Linked DNA regions of Capra hircus: region 1 is linked to region 2. Evidence: chromatin contacts called from public Hi-C data. All regions are on one chromosome and are shown on one strand. The core of a region is the stretch at or near the end of the contact, and the rest is flanking DNA. Distances in the headings are between cores, read along the strand shown.

Evidence for each region. A called contact is a pair of places that touch in the nucleus more often than the background predicts.
Region 1: a Hi-C map of blood shows a contact between it and region 2, with 4 times the contacts expected there. The contact joins two enhancer-like sites. A contact is called at or near these places in 3 of 5 Hi-C or Micro-C datasets (all in blood).

The regions. Positions count from the first base shown.
Region 1 is chr16:58,947,431-58,953,635 of ARS1.2, reverse strand. No RefSeq gene overlaps it. Among named protein-coding and RNA genes, the nearest start is that of FAM20B, 30 kb to the left of the region's middle. Within about 2 kb of position 4,680, at least 3 of the 5 cell types and tissues checked have an H3K27ac peak or open chromatin away from gene starts, as enhancers often do.
Region 2 is chr16:58,756,127-58,761,885 of ARS1.2, reverse strand. All of the region lies in intron 1 of RALGPS2 (ras-specific guanine nucleotide-releasing factor RalGPS2), which reads right to left. Among named protein-coding and RNA genes, the nearest start is that of RALGPS2, 28 kb to the right of the region's middle. Within about 2 kb of position 2,990, at least 1 of the 5 cell types and tissues checked has an H3K27ac peak or open chromatin away from gene starts, as enhancers often do.

The DNA.
Region 1 (6,205 bases), core at 3,431-5,930, 190 kb before region 2:
AGGTTGACTTCCCACAGAAAACAATTAAGTGAAAATTTCCCTCATTATGGAAGCTTCAATTTCCCTGAAGTTGGGAGGACAGGGGAGTTATAAAATGCTGTGTAAACACAGTAACTGAGATAAGAATAACAAAATGGAGTGTGAGTGAGCTAGATTAATCGTTTCAGCCTGGGGGCAGAGCGAAAACGAACACCATTCCAAAACACTCATTTACTTCATTGATTTTTTTTTAAACATTGGTTCAGCACCTACTCTGAGTTAGACATTGTTCTAGGGCTAGTGGTATAGAAATGAACAAGATGTTGGGTCTGTCCCCAGACTGTATGGTTTCATGGAAGTCAGCCAACCTCTGCACATGCGTTTATACATGCCCAAGTTCTTCCACTGTCAAAGGACTCCATCAGGGGACTTCTCTAGTGGTCCAGTGGCCAAGAATCCACCTGCCAACACACAGCACAAGGGCTCAATCCCTGGTCTGGGAAGATTCCACATCCCGGGGAGCAATTAGGCCCCTGCGCAACAACTGTGGAAGCCTGCACACCCTAGAGCCCATGCTCTGCCACGAGAAAATCCACTCCAATGAGAAGCCTGCACGCTGCAACTAGGGAGCAGCCCCCACTTGGCGCAACTAGAGAAAGCCCACGTGCAGCCCGGAAGACACGCAGTGCAGCCAAAAATAAATCCATAATACAAAAATAAACTGCAAAGAACCCCATCGCCTTCCTTAGTTAACCTCAAAAGTTTTGAACTTGCCGCGACGCGTGGTAGTTCTGCTGTGCTGTCGCTCCTGACTCTTGCGTCCACCTGTCTTTTGTGATTCCGTCTGTAACTCCAGCCTCTGATCCTGCCTCCTAGGGTAATGAGTCCTGGAAGCTTGTTTCCAGTCGGGGGAACCAGGTGGCCCCTTCTTTTCGTTTGCACAAGCCTATCTCTCACACATTAAAGGGGATCCCCTAGTGAAGTGTCTCCACGTGTGAACTCACTGCGTTTCCTTCAGTCTTGCTCTTCCCGCTGTATTTCTCATGCCTTTGAAAGGCATCACTATTCACCCCATTCTTCAAGACAGAAAACTGAGATGATGCTCTCTCTCCCCACCCCCAATGCTCCTGGCCACCATGCAATCTGAGAGTAAAAGCTGCACTGGGTTCAAGCAGATGGGTGTAGGAAATGGAGGGTACAAGTGGTTTATTGGCTTGTGTTGATGCCTAGGGTCCTCCGAAGACTGCTCTTTAACCTCTGGCCCTAACTTACTCGTTTTAGTTCCTCTGGGAACCCGGAGATCTCATCATCCCATCTCTGTCCCAGTCTCTCTGCCTTCTCTTTAGGTTCCCCTTCACAAACTGAAACAATACCCCTCCCCATGCCAAAAAACCCTTCTGCCTCTTTCCTTTGGCCAACATACACAAGCTTTTGTTAAAGACAACAGGCCCCAAATGGAGTTCCTTATGCTAAGCCTACGTCACCAAACTGAGACATTATTATGGTTTCAGCTCTCCTGGAAATGGAATCTTAAACCAGTCAAGCAGGCCTAATCAGCATTAGTTAGGTAATCTGCCTGATAGATCCTGCCATTCACTAAAGGAAAGTAACTTTGCAATAACTAACTCACTTTTTCTTTTTTTAAACCTAGTGTAACTTCCTTTTTCCTGTTCCCTTCTCCTATAAAACGCTTTCATTTGGTAAACCCCTTTGAGTTCCTTTCTATCTGCTAGATTGGATACTGTCTGATTAATGAATCATTGAATACAGCCAATGAGATCTTTAAAATGTACTCAGTTGAGTTTTGATTTTTAAAAAAACTATTCATATAAGCTCATGCAAATAGCTACTCTGAGAAGAGGTGTCTCTAACATGACAGACAAATCTTATGCTCAGACACTGAACAAATATTTGATAACTGAATGAATGAACCTATATTATTTCTGTTTCAACAGCTTTGAATCATATCATATTTACTCTTCTCTCCTATACACTAAAGAGGTCCTGGGTCTAAATTTTCTTTCTGCTTCACCATTTAAATTGATTCTCCCAAGACACACTGGACTTCACAGAGGATTCCAGGAGTGGACACAAACCAGCTCTACATAAGGCAGAACAATAGTTCACGGTTTTGTTTCAACATGTGTTTTCAACAATTTGCTTTCTATCACCTTGGCAGGATTTTCATTCAGCCATTTAACAAAAATATGTTGAGTATTTACTCTGTGTTGATGACTGTGCCAAAGGCCAGGGTACAAAAATGAACAAAACACAGTATAATCTTGGCCCTTAAAAAAACTGGCAACTCACAGTGCCGTGGGGTCGATGCTAGAGTGAGGTTGGGGACAGGCAGGGGCACAAGCTAAGGAGGCACATGGGAGAGGCTCCTAACCTAGGCTTTGGGTTTTTTTTAATCAGTTTTTTTTGGGGAAACTTCCAAACATGTACAAATGTTGAGAGCACAATGAACCCTCAAGTATCCATCACCCAGCTTCAACAGGGATCAATATTCTGTCATCCTTATTTCATCTATCTCCTGATCTCACTTTTTCTCTTGAGTGTTTTTAAAAACCAACCCCAGATCCCATTTCAGTTATCTGTTTGCAGCTCTAATAGATGAGGCATGCCCTAACTAGCCTCAAAGTGGGCAGGAAAGCTTCCTAGAGGCAGTGGCATCTAACCTGATGTACGGAGGAGTAGGATTAGCAGGAGATCAAACCAGTCCATCCTAAAGGAAAGCAAACCTGAATATTCACTGGAAGGACTGAATGCTGAAGCTGAAGCTCCAGTACTTTGGCCACCTGATACGAAGAGCCATTTCATTGGAAAAGACCCTGATGCTGGGAAAGATCGAAGGCAAAAAGAGAAGCGGGCTGCAGAGGATCTGATGGTTAGAAAACATCACTGACTCAACGGACATGAATTTGAGCAAACTCTAGGAGAGAGTTGAGGACAGCGAAGCCTGACCTGCTTCCGTGGGGTCTCTTAACGACAGAACAACAACAATAACAACGCGATAGAGCAGGAGGAAGACAGGAAGGGGAAAACGTTTCAGACCAAAGGAATAGTTTGTGCAGGGGTCAAAGCTGAGGGGAATATGACAAGTTTACCACTTTGACACTCACCTATGGTCTGTGGACCAGCAGAATTGGCATCACTTGGAAGTTTGTTAAAAGTTTAGAATCCAGAGCCCCACCCCAGATCTAGGGAACCAGAATCTGCAGTTTATCAAAGTCCCCAGGGGATTCATTTGCACATAGGGCTGAGAGGTAGTGGGTTAGGGACTGCCTAAGGGCAGTGCAGCTGGAAATTAGAGGGGAATTATGTGGTTGGAGCAAGGGGAGAGGTCAGGAAGGCCTCTGAAGTTAAAGCAAAGGCTGGAGCTTTTACCCTGACACCAAAGGAGACCTGCTGACAACGCTGAGCAGGGAGCAAGGTGATCAGATTTGACTGTGAGGCGATAACTGTACCTCAAGGGGAGAGTGGATTGAAGTTGGGGAGGAGGGAGCTCCAAAAACCAGTCAGGCTTTTGTTCCTTAGAAGCTACAGGGGGCAGCAGCTGGGCGTGGATTCTGGAGCCCAACAGCCCTGCCTATGTTATATTTTCATTTCATTTTTCAACCCCCTGCTTGGCTTCTTACAGAGTGGTCTTGACTCGAGACACAGCTATTTGACTTTTCTGAGCCTCTTTCCTCATCTCTCCCAAGCATGACACTTTCTTTTCACAGCACCTTGATCACAGCATCAAACGAAGAGTGAATATTTAGAAACAGAGTCTGATTTTGATATGTTCAGAATTCAAATAGCATCAGAATGCTGCAACTGCCTAGCTCTACACCCACTCCTCCCCTAGCCCAGACGGTGGCCCTCAGGCCTCTTCACTTTCAGAGAGCCCTATGGTCAGGGAAAGAGCACAGAATTGGGGCTGGAGACTCAGCTTCTAGAGAAATCAGTTCAGTGCCCCACCTATCCTGGAACCTTTGCTGAAAGGCAGCTCCTCTGGCCAGCCCTCTATGCCTGCTCCCCACCTGCCTGCCTGGGCTCAGGCCAGTTCCCTCACCTGGAGTGCAGGTGTGCGGGAGTCTGCAGATTCCTCACTAAGTAAGCCGCTATGCTTTGGGGACCTGAGGGTGGGGAGCAGAACTGTCCTCCCCTCCGTCTGTCAAAACCCTTTCTGAATGGCCCATGCCCACCCCTCCATGGCACCTCTCTTGCCCACACTGAGCTCAAATGTCCTGTGAAGCTACAGCCCAATATTAACACAGAGTTGAGTGCGGGATGGGGACGTGTCATCAGGGATGAACAGCTTGGCTCTGGGCAGGGGTCCTGTGCCATGAGTGGGGACCAAGCTCAGCTGATGAGGGAGGGCCTGGAAGGGTCATTTGCTTGAGGTCAAAGGATCAAAAGACCTCACAAGTGCCTCTCTTCCTTTCTTTTCCCTCCTGCTGCACGTCCACAAGTGGCCACACGGGGTCAGTGTCTTTTCATGCCTGGATCGGCACAGCCGGGTGGGGACGGGCACAGCCGGGTGGGACCCCGGAGCTCTCTGTTACGTCTTTCTGCAGAAGAGTTCTGGCTAATTGTGAAAAACAGAAAACTCCCCTTCGGCTTGGAGCAGCGTGGCTGGGGGGACCCGATGGTCCGGGTGAGGAAGAAGACAACAGTTACGGTGTTACACTGACAAGGGGCCACGGGGCTCTGTCCAGATGCCCTGCGCAGGCTGGCTCCATGCTATCTGACTAATTTAAAAACAGTGGGCATTCACTCGGGCACCATGGGCTGGGCGGGAAGATATGCCAGAAGAGGGGAAAAGCCCAGAATATGCCAGTTTAGGAAGATGGAGTGTCATCCCCTTTAGGAACATGGGGGTTCTGGTCAGCGGCAGCCAGCCCCAAGCTGCTGGTCCTGCCTCCACTGCAGGACTCCTAGTCTCAGATAGCGCTGGTGGTGGGGCCTCCAGCCAGGCCACAAGGCCTGGGGGTGGGGCTCACTCTACCCCAGGGGCATGGCATGTGTTCACACGACGGCCAACCACCCTGCCAGAGGGGGCTTTCTGAAGGAAAGTCCCCAGAGGCCGTCCTAATACGGCAAAGACAGGTCTCACTGGCTGGCAGACCCTGCTGCTTCTGGAGGATAAGGGGTTCCTTGGGCTCAAACTGTTGGTAAAGAATCCGCCTGCAATGCAGGGGACCCCAGTTCGATTCCTGGGTCAGGAATATCCACTGGAGAAGGGATAGGCTACCCATTCCAGTATTCTTGGGCTTCCCTTGTGGCTCAGCTGGTAAAGAATCTGCCTGCAATGCGGGAGGCCTGAGTTTGATCCCTGGGTTTGATCCCTGGGTTGGGAAGATCCCCTGGAGAAGGGAAAGGCTACCCACTCCAGTATTCTGGCCTGGAGAATTCCATGGACTGTATAGTTCATGGGGTCGCAAAGAGTCAGACACAACTGACTGACTGACTTGCAGGAGACCTTGGGGGAGGAGTGAGCTAGAGATCCTAGGGAAACTTGAAGGGCAAGACTGACCTTCAAATCCAGGCCGAGGCCCAGATCTAGACTTTGTGGGTCTGAAGCTTTCACCATTTAGGGCTCATTTTAAGAAAAATAATATAAAATTACAAACACAAAATCATATTTGTAAACCCAATTTTATAAATATTTACTTAGAATGAGCTATTTTCCTTAGAATGAGAAACAAATATTTACTTGGGTTGAGAAAACAGATGACATCAAATTATAAATTTTAAAAAGCTAACAAATGGCACAAGTATCACAAAATCCAGAAAAGTAACCTTTTTATTAACCACCCACCACACCTCTGGAGAAGACACTGGCAACCCACTCCAGTACCCTTGCCTGGAGACTCCCATGGACGGAGGAGCCTGATAGGCTGCAGTCCATGGGGTCGCGAAGACTCGGACATGACCGAGCGACTTCACTTTCACTTTTCACTTTCATGCATTGGAGAAGGAAATGGCAATCCACTCCAGTGTTCTTGCCTGGAGAATCCCAGGGACGGGGGAGCCTAGTGGGCTGCCGTCCATGGGGTCACACAGAGTTGGACATGACTGATGCGACTTAGCAGCAGCAGCAGCACCACACCTCTATAGTATTTTTCCAGGTGTTTTGCCTGCCTACTCTTTGACAAGCGCTTCATTTGCCAGCAATTTGTAATATCATTTTCTATAGAGAGAACAGAAAGATAATTCAGTCTTTACTACAGCTGAT
Region 2 (5,759 bases), core at 1,741-4,240:
AGTTTCTCATTGTTTCCCCATCTATTTGCCATGAAGTGACTGGACCAGATGCCATGATCTTAGTTTTCTGAATGTTGAGCTTTAAGCCAACTTTTCACTCTCTTTCACTTTCATCAAGAGGCTTTTTAGCTCCTCTTCACTTTCTGCCATAAGGGTGGTGTCATCTGCATATCTGAGGTTATTGAGATTTCTCCTGGCAATCTTGATTCCAGCTTGTACTTCATCCAGCCCAGCATTTTGCATGATGTACTCTGCATATAAGTTAAATAAGTAGGGTGACAATATACAGCCTTGATGTACTCCTTTTCCTATTTGGAACCAGTCTGTTGTTCCATGTCCAGTTCTAACTGTTGCTTCTGACCTGCATACAGATTTCTCAAGAGGCAGGTCAGGTGGTCGGGTAGTCCCATCTCTCAGAATTTTCCACAGTTTATTGTGATCCACACCGTCAAAGGCTTTGGCATAGTCAATAAAGCAGAAATAGATGTTTCTCTGGAACTCTCTTGCTTTTTCCATGATCCAGCGGATGTTGGCAATATGATTTCTGGTTCCTCTGCCTTTTCTAAAACCAGCTTGAACATCTGGAAGTTCATGGTTCATGTATTGCTGAAGTCTGGCTTGGAGAATTTTAAGCATTACTTTACTAGCATGTGAGATGAGTGCAATTGTGTGGTAGTTTGAGCATTCTTTGGGATTGGAATGAAAACTGACCTTTTCCAGTCCTGTGGCCACTGCTGAGTTTTCCAAATTTGCTGGCATATTGAGTATAGCACTTTCACAGCATCATCTTTCAGGATTTGAAAGAGCTCAACTGGCTTTGAGCTCTCCACTATTCCATCACCTCCACTAGCTTTGTTCTTGGTGATGCTTCCTAAGACCCACTTGACTTCACATTCCAGGATGTCTGGCTCTAGGTGAGTGATCACACCATCGTGATTATCTGGGTCATGAAGATCTTTCCTGTACAGTTCTTCTGTGTATTCTTGCCACCTCTTCTTAATATCTTCTGCGTCTGTTAGGTCCATACCATTTCTGTCCTTTATCGAGCCCATCTTTGCATGAAATGTTCCCTTGGTATCTCTAATTTTCTTGAAGAGATCTCTAGTCTTTCCCATTCTATTGTTTTCCTCTGTTTATTTGCACTGATCACTGAGGAAAGTTTTCTTATCTCTCCTTGCTATTCTTTGGAACTCTGCATTCAAATGGGTATATCTTTCCTTTTCTCCTTTGCTTTTCGCTTCTCTTCTTTTCACAGCTATTTGTAAGGCCTCCTCAAACAGCCATTTTGCTTTTCTGCATTTCTTGTTTTGGGGGATGGTCTTGATCCTTGTCTCCTGTACAATGTCACGAACCTCCTTCCATAGTTCATCAGGCACTCTGTCTATTAGATCTAATCCCTTGAATCTATCTCTCACTTCCACTGTGTAATCGTAAGGGATTTGATTTAGGTCATACCTGAATGGTCTAGTGGTTTTCCCTATTTTCTTCAATTTAAGTCTGAATTTGGCAATAAGGAGTTCATGATCTGAGCCACAGTCAACTCTCCATCTTGTTTTTGATCACTGTATAGAGCTTCTCCATCTCTGGCTGCAAAGAATATAATCAGTCTGATTTAAGTATTGACCATCTGGTGTTGTCCATGTGTAGAGTCTTCTCTTGTGTTGTGGGAAGAGAGTGTTTGCTATGACCAGTGCGTTCTCTTGGCAAAGCTCTATTAGCCTTTGCCCTGCTTCATTCTGTACTCCGAGACCAAATCTGCCTGTTACTCCAGGTGTTTCTTGACTACCTACTTTTGCATTCTAGTCTCCTATAATGAAAAGGACATCTTTTTTGGGTGTTAGTTCTAAAAGGTCTTGTAGGTCTTCACAGAACCGTTCAACTCCAGCTTCTTCAGCGTTACTGGTCAGGACATAGACTTGGAATTACCGTGATATTGAATGGTTTACCTTGGAAACGAACAGAGATCATCTTGTCATTTTTAAGACTGCATTTCGGACTCTTTTGTTGACTATGATGGCTACTCCATTTCTTCCAAGGGATTCCTGCCCACAGTAGTAGATATAATGGTCATCTGAGTTAAATTCACCCATATCCTGAACCTAATCTCAAAGAAATAGGCAAACCTAAACTGAAGTATGGTCTACAGATGCAGTATTTTAAAAATGCCACTGTTATGAGACACTAAGAAAACCCGAGGAACCATTACAAATGAAAGAAAACACCAAGACACATGATAACTACACCCGCTGTACTGGACTACAATAAGTGCTATAAAGACGTTATTGGGGGCAATTCAGAAACCAGAATACAGACTGCAAATCAAAGTACTGTATCAGTTTCCTATATTCAATAACTATATTGTGGTTATATAAAAAAATAAATTTGCTGTTAAGAAATATAATTGAAGTATTAAGAGTATGAGGTATGAAAACTAATCCCAAATATTTCAGAAAAACAGCATATATGTGTGTATGAGGGACAAATAAATCAATTACAAAGTAAACAGGGCAAAATGTTGAAAATTGGTGAATTTGTATAGAGGGTAAACAGGAGCTTTCTTTACTACTCTCATAATTTTCTTTTTGGTTTGAAAGTCTTTCAAAGTAAAAAGTGGAGGGAATCCTACAAGTTCTTCCGAGTTATACAAAACCTTCTTGGCCTTAAAATCTTCATTTCATAGTGTGTGTATGATCAGTCAGGTCTAACTCTTTGTGACCCCATGGACAGCAGCCCAATAGGCTCCTCGGTCCATTTCCAGGCATGAATACTGGAGTGGGTTGCCATCTCCTCCTCCAAGGGATGTTCCCAACCCAGGAATTGAACCTGCATTTCCTGTGTCTCTGTACTGCAGGCAGATTCTTTACCACTGAACCAGTGGGGAAGTCCCCAAAATCTTCAACTTGCAAAATTTCAAAGAATAAGGTACGTTTCCAATAAAAAGTATAACTCTTTCCACCAATAGATGGCGTTAGTGGCCATTTATTTAGTGTCACTTTCAACCTCAGAGCCAGAACCGATCTCGTGAACAGTGTTCTGGAACTAAGCTACATAAACCCTCAAATATTTCTGCCTCATGCTACCTACTACCAAGAATAACACAGATGAACATTATTTAAGAGGTGGAAAGGTACTTTGGAGATCTCCACTTGGAGTACATTCAAAAGCTCCAGGTCTTCCTTTATTTTAATATTTGCCCCTCTCAACCCAGGGAATGCCCTTATCCTTCCAACTCCCTAGGAGAATCACTGCTGTAGTAATTTACTATAAAGCAACATGAAACCACTGTATCCTTCAAATGTGCAAGAATAAAAAGGGGAGGGAAGAAAAATGGAAGTAAAGGAAAGAAGGAGTGGGTGAGTTTGCTAACCCTTTGCTTTATTCCAATCTCCTGATTTTACAGCTAGACAACAATCTAATGGGAGGGAGGTCATGTGATCTGGCCAAGCTCACATCATTAAAGGGACAGGTAGCTCTTAAACACAAGCCTTCTATTTGCTAATCCTTGGTGCTTTCTACAATGCCAAATCACCCTCTTCCTACTAATCCTTAACTGGATGTTTAAGCACTGTGGAAATGTGGGAGTGGTAGAGGGTAAAATATCTGGTTTCTCTCTTTTCACTTCTAACAGAAGTTCATTAGGTAAACATGATGACAAAGGAAAACACCATGTACAAAGGCTAGGGACAGTGAAATCCTTTGTCACTGGCATTCAGGGAACCGCCAATAGTGGAGTACAATATAATTAGAGGGTAAAATGTGAAAAAGAGTCATGGGAAGCATCAGGAAGTGCGTCTGGAGAAGGTGGTATAAAGGGCAACGTTTGCCACAGTAAAAACAAAAGCTTGGACTGGAGGCAATAAAAAGACAGTCCTTATAAATGGGACTATTAAATTACAGGATCTTACAAGTCTCATTAAGAAGATATACACACATACACATACACAGTGATAGAAAGACATTCCTGTTGAATTCATAAACCTCAACAAATGGGTACCTGTGTAATTACTTCAAGTACAACAGATCCTCAATGTTTAACAGTGATCTGTCCCAAGACATCTTGAAATATCCTCAAATTTGAGAATGTTACTATAGTATACAGCACATTACAGTATAACTAATTTTTTTTTACTCCAACAGACTTTCAATGATTCTTAAAAACCCTGAAATGATGTGGGAAATTCTGAAAGAGATGGGAATACCAGACCACCTGACCTGCCTCTTGAGACACCTATATGCCAGTCAGGAAGCAACACTTAGAACTGGACATGGAACAACAGACTGGTTCCAAATAGGAAAAGGAGTACATCAAGGCTGTATATTGTCACCCAGCTTATTTACCTTATATGCAGAGTACATCATGAGAAACACTGGGCTGGAAGCAGCACAAGCTGGAATCAAGATTCCTGGGAGAAATCTCAATAACCTCAGATATGCAGATGACACCACCCTTAGGGCAGAAAGTGAAGAGGAACTAAAAAGCCTCTTGATGAAAGTGAAAGAGAGTGAAAAGTTGGCTTAAAGCTCAACATTCAGAAAACTAAGATCATGGCATCTGGTCCAGTCACTTCATGGCAAATAGATGGGGAAACAGAAACAGTGTCAGACTTGATTCTTGGGGGCTCCCAAATCACTGCAGATGGTGACTGTAGCCATGAAATTAAAAGATGCTTACCCCTTAGAAGGAAAGTTATGACCAACCTAGATACCATATTCAAAAGCAGAGATATTACTTTCCCAACAAAGGTCCATCTAGTCAAGGCTATGGTTTTTCCAGTGGTCATGTATGGATGTGAGAGTTGGACTGTGAAGAAAGCTGAGCGCCGAAGAATTGATGCTTTTGAACTGTGGTGTTGGAGAAGACTCTTGAGAGTCCCTTGGACTGCAAGGAGATCCAACCAGTCCATCCTAAAGGAGATCAGTCCTGGGTGTTCATTGGAAGGACTGATGCTGAAGCTGAAACTCCAGTATTTTGGCCACCTCATGCGAAGAGTTGACTCACTGGAAAAGCCCCTGATGCTGGGAAGGATTGGGGGCAGGAGGAGAAGGGGATGACAGAGGATGAGATGGCTGGATGGCATCACTGACTTGATGGGCATGAGTTTGAGTGAACTCCGGGAATTGGTGATGGACAGAGTCCTGGCATGCTGTGATTCATGGGGTTGCAAGGAGTTGGACACGACTGAGCAACTGAACTGAACTGAACTGAATCTCTAGTTATTTGCAAGTTGCAAAGCAGACTCTTTTACATCATGAATTTATTAAGCCACCACAGAATCTTACAATTTACTCCAAATTCCTCTTTCTAGATGTACTGTCTTCTACTTCTCTTTGATCACCAGAACAAGTTGCCTCCTGCAGCATAAACAGTTCTCGCATCAAAAATTTCTACACAAAAAAATCCAGAGAATAACAAATGTGCCTACCAGTGGCAGACTAGGACCAATATGTGCCCAGCAAAATTACAAATTATCAGGTTATACACCCTCCCAGTCATTCACCGAACAGTGAAAACCATAAGTGTTAATTTGCGAAAGATGGGGCTCTATTCTAGCAGCAACTGACTAGCTAAAAAAAAGCATCACATACTTTAATAGCAAAGACCCACTGGCCTTTTAAAAGCAGCAATGCCTGTAACAATATAAATATTAGCATAGCAACTTGTAGCTTACAACACACACCTTACCACAATTTTGGCAGAAGGATTTCAAGCAATCTTGTATTACTAGATTTACAGCCTAGTTTTCCATTCAGACATTTTA